Regions from separate parts of the Mus musculus genome. Here all the other regions are linked to region 2. The links are chromatin contacts, called in public Hi-C and HiChIP or PLAC-seq maps. All regions are on one chromosome and are shown on one strand. Each heading gives the region's core, a stretch centred on a gene start, on an enhancer-like site or on the middle of the called end of the contact. The rest is flanking DNA. Distances are from core to core; before and after follow the strand shown. Region 1 has its middle 5.6 kb from the start of Actr3b. Region 2 overlaps Gm46903 (a long non-coding RNA gene). Region 3 overlaps Actr3b (ARP3 actin-related protein 3B).

The links. Hi-C and Micro-C count contacts between places; a contact is called where the count stands out from the background. HiChIP or PLAC-seq counts read pairs in DNA pulled down with a chosen protein or histone mark.
Region 1: an H3K27ac HiChIP or PLAC-seq map of neural progenitor cells shows a contact between it and region 2, with 3 times the contacts expected there. The contact joins two enhancer-like sites. A contact is called at or near these places in 3 of 39 promoter capture datasets (embryonic stem cells, hippocampal neurons and stem cell-derived epiblast-like cells), 3 of 484 Hi-C or Micro-C datasets (the N1E-115 cell line, induced pluripotent stem cells and nephron progenitors), 4 of 115 datasets of contacts at active chromatin or transcription factors (astrocytes, embryonic stem cells, neural progenitor cells and 1 more) and 1 of 9 other capture datasets (embryonic stem cells).
Region 3: a contact with region 2 is called in a Hi-C map of cortical neurons, with 1.8 times the contacts expected there. The contact joins two enhancer-like sites. A contact is called at or near these places in 2 of 484 Hi-C or Micro-C datasets (the HL-1 cell line and cortical neurons).

What each region holds. Positions count from the first base shown.
Region 1 is chr5:25,752,903-25,755,856 of GRCm38.p6, reverse strand. No RefSeq gene overlaps it. Among named protein-coding and RNA genes, the nearest start is that of Actr3b, 5.6 kb to the left of the region's middle. Within about 2 kb of position 1,301, at least 76 of the 459 cell types and tissues checked have an H3K27ac peak or open chromatin away from gene starts, as enhancers often do. A contact at or near this core is called in the N1E-115 cell line and neural progenitor cells, where this site is marked.
Region 2 is chr5:25,608,646-25,611,402 of GRCm38.p6, reverse strand. Gm46903 (a long non-coding RNA gene) reads left to right here. Exons shown (of 2, transcript XR_001784824.2): 2 at 2,359-2,757. Among named protein-coding and RNA genes, the nearest start is that of Gm42235, 4.4 kb to the left of the region's middle. Within about 2 kb of position 1,267, at least 54 of the 459 cell types and tissues checked have an H3K27ac peak or open chromatin away from gene starts, as enhancers often do. A contact at or near this core is called in the N1E-115 cell line, cortical neurons and neural progenitor cells, where this site is marked.
Region 3 is chr5:25,800,053-25,803,189 of GRCm38.p6, reverse strand. The region is part of intron 2 of Actr3b (ARP3 actin-related protein 3B); the gene reads right to left. Among named protein-coding and RNA genes, the nearest start is that of Gm42237, 30 kb to the right of the region's middle. Within about 2 kb of position 1,254, at least 16 of the 459 cell types and tissues checked have an H3K27ac peak or open chromatin away from gene starts, as enhancers often do. A contact at or near this core is called in cortical neurons, where this site is marked.

The sequences.
Region 1 (2,954 bases), core at 52-2,551, 140 kb before region 2:
GCACTGAGATTATAGGTGCACACCATGCATAAATTTTTAACATGGGGTTCTAGGACTCAAAGTACAAGAGCCTGTGCTTGCACAGCAAGTGTTTCCTGTACTCGCTCAGCCATCTCCCAGGCCCTGATCATGTGTCTCCCCTTCTAAGGAAACTAGCTGTGTTGAATTAATTACTGCACATATGCATATATGTTCCAAATAAGATCACATTTACAGACACCAAAGTTAAGACTACAGCATGTCTCTTTAGGAGATGCTGATCGACCCATAATACCAGCTATGCCAAAAGTAGGCATCAGTTCTATGATGATTGTCAAAGGTAACCACTCTGTTTAGAGATGAGCCTCATGACCTTTGAAGTCTGTGGTAGCCAATACCTGCCTAGAGTGTGCTTTGATTTGCAAGAAAAGGGGATAGCTGTGTCATAAAACACACTGTGCTGAAGTGCAAAGGAAGGCAGCTACCTGCAAGCTTAGAAGACACACCATCTTACATTGAAAGCTCCAGGAATCCTGTGCCATTGTCTCTGCTTTGATCATGCCTCGGGCAAAACACCCACATTCTGGAAGAAGTAAAGCATAATTGTATCACCAAGGAGGTATGTGCTCTCAGACACAGGCAAAACTCCTGCTACTAAATGCATGTTAACCTAGGATGTGTTTCCCTGTGAGTTCTTGACCTGCCTACCTCATTTGTAGCCTGAACTAAACTGGTAATGAGAGAAATGTTTGAAGTCGCTTTCATTTGCAGAAAAGGTATCTCTGTTTTATGCTTCTCCCTGCCAATGACTTTGCACTGACAGGAGTGGTGCATGGCCTCTGTGGTAGATAAGATGTCACACCTTACCTACCATCCTGCACACCATCCTGAGTGCTGAATCAGCCCAGCACTAGTCTCTCAAATGAGCTATTGATAAACACCATCCAGTGACATGTATATATGCATATGAAGACAGCAAGAATAAAATAACCAATCTTAGAAATGGTCTAACTTAGCCCTTGAGTAGCTGAATAATATAATTCTACTTCCTCTGCTTAACTAGCTGTGCAGGGGCCAAGAAAGAAAAAGAACACAAAAACCACGGGCTGCTTCAAAAACTGCCCACCCAGCAGCTCTATAAACCTTAAATCTCAGAGCTGTAGGCAGAATCCAGCTGGGTGTTCTCTGTTGCCATGAGAATGCAAAGAGAGAAAAGATGACCAAAAAATTAGGACCCAGTTCCTTTGAAAGTATCTGGCATTCTCCTTTAAGAGGAAGGCCCTGCCACTGCTCTCAATGGACCTCCCTGCTGTCTTGGCAACGGCAGGAGAAAATGATCCAAGCAGGGGTTGATTGGCTAAGTGTTCAGAGTGTGTAAGGGAGTTGATAACAGAGCAGAGCCACAAGACTTTAGGAAATAATCCAGAGATCTGAGCGTGTTCACAGCTCTGCTTTGTTTCTGTCTCTGCTCTGGGCAGTTAGTTACTCAGGCTGCAGCCTGGTCCTCCACATCCCCTCTGAGCCTTTCTCTTCCTAAGCTACCCAGCCCCAGAGTCTCCCTCATTCAGTCCCCTCACCCCCACTTCCTTTTCATTCTTGTTGTTTCTTCCTCCTCTTCTTTCACAAAAGAAGGGTTTCATGTAACCCAGGCTAACTAGCATTGAACCTGTTGTGTGTGAGAAAATGACCTTGAACTCCTTCCTAATCCTCCAGCCTTTAATCCACCTCCTAAGTGCTGGGATCACAGGAGTGTCTGGTTTATGCAGTACCAGGGATCAAGCCCAGGGTCTCATGCATGCTAGACAAACACCGTCTCCCAGCTGAGCTGACCCAGCCCTAGTCCTAGCCTCTGCACCTGCTTTGTCATTCTTGCTGTCTCCAGACGTCTACCTCCCTAAAGACATTTTTAGATAGATTGGACTGCTACAACAGACATCATTACTCAACACAGAAAGTTCCTATAACATGTCAGTTTTCTTCCCCCAAGCCTTCCGCAATATAGGCTTATTATATAATTTGGTCCAAACCAGAAGTATATATGATCTGCCACTAAGTTACCATCCTGTCTCACCTCATATTATGACCCTGGACATGTCTGTATAGACCAAGCCATACCCTGCTTTCCAAACCCTCAGGACTGTCCTGCAGCCCCACCCCACTTCAGTCTTCTTACCTACTTCATCCTTGCTGTCGCCCTTCCAACTTCACTTTAATTCATTCATCAAAACACTCTGAAGCTTCGTCGGACTCTTCTCAGTCAGTAAGCCTGTACCCGTGCTCAGCATTCAGAGGTGTGGCCTGAGGTCGACATCTTAATAAGATGCTACAAGGTACCAAGCGGTGCTTCTGGCCCCTCCTCTGCTCATAGGGAGAGTCATATTACAACAACCGTATCTTCATTTATAAAGCACTTTCAGTACATTTCACCTCTCATCTTGAGAACATCCCCACAGAATACCTATTACAAATAGCTTTTTAATCAAATAAGAATACCAGGCACATCGTTTTAAATTAGCATAGATTAAAATTTTATTTCCTTCTGAGCACCTTCATTTTGCTCTCCTGAGAAAATAGGAAAACACTAAATCCTTACAAAACTCAGCAGCTGGTGCACATAGGTATCAGCCTGCGGTGTGGCCCCAGCCCCTGTGTGATTTTAGATTCACTTTGCTACTCTTGAGCTCTTTAATATTTTCTGTTTCCAGTAAGAAATGCCCATGAATTCCCACAAGGCAATCCCCTATATGCTCTGCACTGAGTAGTATCCAACCGAAAAATCACTTTGCCAATACAGAGCGAAACTGCTGAGCAGTGTAATTAGGCTCCAAGAGATCTGGACAGTGTGTGCTGCCAAAAGCTGAAGCCTGCGTTGCTTGCCATTGCTCAGTCACAAGCAACAGGTTTGGATGAGTAAGCACCCTTCTCTTCTTTTTCTCTTCTTTCCTCTCTTTTTTCTTGTTTTGTTTGTTTGAGAC
Region 2 (2,757 bases), core at 18-2,517:
CCACAGTTGTCCTTGTGCAGAGATAAGCAGTAAAACTGGAGAGATGGCTCACCAGTTAAGAGTACCGTCTGCTCTTCCTGAGGTCCTGAGTTCAATTCCCAGCAACTACATGGTGGCTCACAACCATCTGTAATGGGATCTGATGCCCTCTTCTGGTGTGTCTAAATACAGCTACAGTGTATTCATATGTGTAAAATAAATAAATAAATCTAAGAAAACCCAAAAACCAAAAAACATATGCCGGTTTTCTCTGGAGATTAGACTATTCACTGCTTTTCCCACTAGTCTTTTTTTCTAGTGTATGTTTGGGTTATTTATTTTAATGTTTTACTACATTTATTAACCAATTTGTGGGTTCAGGGAAGGGATTTGGGGAGAATAGAAGTCACAGCACATGCTTGGAGGTCAGAAGACAATTTGGAGACTCAATTATCTCCTTCTACCATGTGCGTCTCAGGAATCAAACTCAAGTCCCCAGACTTGGCAGCAAGTACCTTTACCCAGTGAGTTGTCCCTCTAGCCTGGTTGTTATTTGTTTATTGTTGGGGGGGGCGGGGTTGAGACAGGGTCTCACTATATAGTCCTGAATGCCCCCAAACTAACTATGTAGCATCTGGAACTCATAGAGATCTGCCTGCTTCTAACTTGAGTGGTTTTGGCAGGGTGGACAGGTTTTTATTCTGCAGCCACAGCTGGCCTCAAACTCACTGTGAGTCCAGGCTAGCCCCCAACTCAAAGCAATGCTGTCAATTCATCTTCCCCAGTGCCAAGGATACAGGTGTGAGCCATCAGGCCTGGAAACTTGTTCTTCTTCATATACAACCTTGCATGTCAGATCCCTGTCTCTCTGTGCTCTCTCTGTGTGTCTCTCTCTCTGTCTCTCTGTCTCTGTCTCTCTCTGTCTCTCTCTCTCTCTCTCTCTCACACACACACACATCTGTATTTTACTTCTCTTAACAATTATTACTAAATTAGTATTCTGGCCTGAGCCAGTTAATAAACATTTGTTTCCAATCTCTGCAATTACAGTAAATATTCTCGTGCATATATATTTGCATTAGTGCATTTTAAATGTTGTTTATTTCTTCCCTGCTTACTACTAAGGAGGATGGAAAATAGCTCGAGAGTATTTTGTAGTTGTGATTTGCAGATAATACAAGCAGGAGGCGGAAATGAAGCTGCCAGAACATTTACAAGAGAACTAAGCGCCAGTGCTGTTCAGAGAGGGCAAGACAGATGGGGCTTTGTTACACGTGATCCGAAGGCTTCTGCAGACGCCTCTGTGTGAATCCCAGGATTCACAGGAGCCTTCCTGGCAGCAGGAAGGGAAAGCAAAGCCGTAGTAAATCGACTTCTTTTCTAAACAGTCCCTCCCACTGAGTCATCCTTCATCTTTCTATTGTGAAACAAGAGTTCCAATGAATGCTGGTCCATGACACTTCCGCTTATGTTTTCTCTCCTCTTTTACTTTTTCCAATCTTCTCAATTTTTAAAAGGATTTTAAAAGTATACATGTGAGTGCCTGTATGGATGCATGTACGTACGTATTATGTATGTAGACCACATGAACACCTGGTGCACTCTAAGGCCAAAAAGGGTATCAAATCCTCTAAAACTGGAGTTACAGACAGTTGTGAGCTCCCATGTGAGTGCTGGAAAATAAATCCAGGTACTTTAAAAGAGCAGCCCATGCTCATAGCTGATGAGTCATCTCTCCTGACCCTCGGTTTTTTTGGTTGTTTTTTTTTTTTTCTTTCTTTTTTTTTTTTTTTCTGTTTATCTGGGTGGTAGTGGTGAATGCCTTTAATCCTAGCCCTTGGGAGGCTGAGGCAAGCAGATCTCTGAGTTCCTGCCAGCCTGTGCTACAGAGTGAGAAATCCAGTCTCGAATGACAAAAACAAAAACAATTTTTTCACTTATTTATTGTGGGTGGTATGGAGAAGAGGGTGTTTATGCTGTACAGCACACATATATAGAGGTCAAAGAACAACCCTGTGGAGTTAGCTCTCTTCTCCACCTTTCTGTGGGTTCTGGGACTGAACTCAGGTCAGCAGGCATACAGGGTAAGTGTCTTTACCTGTGGAGTCACCTCACTGGCCTCTGTCATGTCCACTTTGACTTTTGAAATCCTTTCTTCAGGATTGGAGAGGTGGCTCTGGAGTTAAGACCACTTCCTGCTCTTCCAGATGGCCTGAATTTCAGTCCCCAGCATTTATGTCAGACAATTCATCCAACATCCTCTTCTAGCCTCTAAACAACCACACAGACACATCATGCATACATACAGACACACATATACACCATACAAATATATATATTAGCATTATATGTTTTAAATTATATATTGTTTTCTTGCAGGACCAGGACAAAACCTACAACCTTGTGGGTGGCAAGCAAACACTCTACCACCGATGACCTCATGGCTGGATGTCCCCTGGCTCTGCAGCTTGCTAGGCGAGTAATCTACCAGATGGACACCAAGCTCTGGTCTTAAGTTTTAGTAGAATTTGGCTTGACCTGACCTCCACACTAGCCTATTGAGAAGCACGTCATCTATAGCTGCAGAGTTTTCCAGAGGTCACACTTGGGAAAAACTAAGTCATGGCCTAGAGAGAAGGCCAGGCACTTTCAGACTGGAGAGACTTGGAGAAACTTCTTGCATCTGAACTCCTCCCAAGACCTCTATGAGGCTGGCTTGCCTAAGCACTTGGAAGATGGAGGCTGGAACTCATGGTCATCCTAACACACACAAATCAA
Region 3 (3,137 bases), core at 5-2,504, 190 kb before region 2:
CTTTAAAAATGTCACAGTGCACTAGGAATGTAGCTCAGTGGTTAGTACACACAAACATCACAAAGATAAACAAATAGTCACAAAAATAGGAATAATAGCTGTAACAAATCAGTACATGATGCCTAGTGTCCCCACAACACAAAACTTACCAAAAATGCAATTTTAAAAATGGAAAAAAGCATGAACAGCTAAGGAATGGTGCTCAGGTTTACCACTAAGCACAGAAATCAAATTCTAAAAGCCAGGTAACTTTACATTCGCTGGAGTTGCCAGTAGGCAGAGACCAAAACTGGATTCCTGAGAAGCCGGCAGCAGAGCAGCCACACAACCAGAGCAGCTTGGATCCCTGCTCGGGCAGGTGAGCAAGGGCACCCGTTCTGTAAAATAGAAAAACTGGAAAATATTTGTGTTGCTAAAATGTTAGCTGGATGTAATAACCTATGTCTGCAATCCCAGCACGGGGAGGCTGAAGCAAGAGGAGTCTACAAAAGGAGACGAAGTTTTATAGTCTCACTAGACTTGGCTTCAGAACTGCATACATTAGCAGTTATAGAAACTAAAGACAACACTGAAGAGGTTTTTTTAAGATAATGTTGAAACGTTGAACAAAATTGCTTTTAAAATTCACAGCACAGTGGACCTTTATACATAGGACATAACGATGAAACATAACACTAGAATCTAGGCAGAAAATATCCACCAGAGGAAGGAACAGGAAGGAGGGGCTGAGACTGAGCCCGAAAGGTGTCATCACAGACAGCTGTCATCTGAGAACCTCACTTCAGGTGACAGCATAGCAAGCAAGTTCACTTACACCAACTAAAACATTCCAAAGCCTGTGTCCCGTCCAGGCCAGCGCTGGCCAGCACTTCCTTAAGGAGCACCTGACTGTATGTGTGCATTTGTGGGTGGGGTCCGGGAGCTTTCCTGTATTTTCTCTTGCATTTAATTAACCAAGCCAAAATATTAAGGCTATATTTAATTTCATTTAATTAGAAATAACAGGCCAGGAGTAAGGGTCCACATCTTTAATCTCGGCATCAGGAGAGCAGAGGCAGGTAAAGCTATGTGAGTTAGAGGCATGGAGAGGTCCAGGCCGGCCAGGGCTACACAGTAAGATCCAGCTCAAGAAAGAACAGCAGCAAATGCTACCTCAGGCCCCTCTGCTGGCAAGCCCTCATCCGAGAAGGCACCTAGTCTGAGCTGTTGGCAACTCCCCAGGATGCAGTGAGCACAGGGAACTCGCCCCCTCCACCCCGCCCTATTCACAGTGCTGTTCACTGCCCTCTCTCTTTACTGCTATGCTCACCCCACTCTCCTCAGCCTAAGCCTTGCACAACATCCTCAAAGCAAAAATAGGAAAAAAACAAAAAACAAAAAACCTTCAAACAATGAGGCCAAGACTACACAAAATCTTCAACAGACAGACACAAGTGAGGCCTGGACAGATTTACTGATAGTACAGTTCCAGTAGCCAGGCCCTGATGGAAGCCCTCAGGACCCTGTAAGCATTCCTGATGTCAAATTGAGGATCCCTAGGAAGACAATGCAGTCTATCACATGACTATTCCCCAGACCTCAATCCCATCTCCTGCCAGGCTGCATGGGGCTCAGCTTCCACCTCTCCATGTCCACATCCAGCCTGTAGCCCCTTGGATCACAGGCTTGCTTCAGCCCTGATGCCTGCCTGCCCTCCCTCCCTCCCTCCCTCCCTCCCTCCCTCCCTCCCTCCCTCCCTCCCTCTCTCCACTCTTCTTACCTATCCTCCCTTCTTCCTCTTTTTCTCTCTCCTGCACTATGGAATATGAGTCTGGTGCAAGCCAGGCCAGCTCCAGATCCATCTCTCCTGAAGCCACTTCAGCACACACATCCTCAAACCAGTCTTGTAAATGAGACCTCTGCAAACAGAAACCTCTCAGCACAAAAGCAAGCACTGGGTGAGTGAGTGGTCCAGGGTGACTGAGGCCTGCACCTACCTCAACACCCACACGTCTGCCCTAGCGTCTTCAACTGTGTTTCTGGCAAGGCTCTCCCATAAGAACTGCAGCCAACAGTACCGTGGTTTGGGGCTGGAGAGATGCCCAGTGGTTCAGAGCACACACCACTCTTGCAGAGGGTTTGAATTTGTCTCTCAGTATCCATCTCAGGTGGCTCAGCACTGCCTATAAATCCAGTTCCAAGGGACTCGATATCCTCTTCTGGACTGTGCAGGGCTCTGCACTCACGAGTGCACAAACCCACGTGCACACAAACACACACACATAAACTACAAAATAAAAAGATGAGGATGAAAGGATGGCTCTGTAATTGAGAAACCATCTGTAACTCCAGTCCCAGAGAATCCAATGCCCTCTTCTGACCTCTGCAGGCACCACACACACATGATGGATAGATATACATGCAGGCAAAACACCCCTATGTAGCAGAATTTTCCCTGTCCAATTATTTTAAATATTAATACAACAAGAAGCCTGGGATTGAACAGGGAAAGGGGAGGCAAAGCTAAGAGTTGCAAAGACAGGGAGTGACACAGGAGACGGGGAAAGATGGAAGATGAACGGGACAATTCAGATTCCATGAGGCTTTAAATAACCACAGGTAGCTATAATATCATATAGGGATAGAATAATTGGGGTAACTTGTCTAATCTAGGTGGGCAGCTTGTATCATCTATGGGTCTGAAATTATTGTGTGGCATCTTGTGAAGTGGGAATTTATTGATATATAAATCTGACTATTTAATTATAAGCTTCTAGAGTTTTGATTTACTTGGATACTGGAATTTGGGACCACCAACCACAGGGAGTGGATGGCTGAGAAGGTACCAGTGGCTCTGAGGTGGGAGAACTGGAGCTAGGAAGACCACCGCACAGAGGCTAGCCTAGAGGCAGGGAGACCTCGGGCAGAGAGTAGCTGCGTATAACTCGGGAACTTGCTGTTCCTATTTAATATTTTCCAAAACACCTATACACATAAAAATAAGTAAGTAAAATTTTAAACAGATTAAATATGTTTTTAACATTCCCATCCCTGACTCCCCATCTCTGACATCTTTATTCTCTTCTAGCTGTTGCCACTGCCGAGGTTCTCACTGCCCCAATCCGAGCGCTCGCCTGCCCTTTGACAGTGACTCCTGT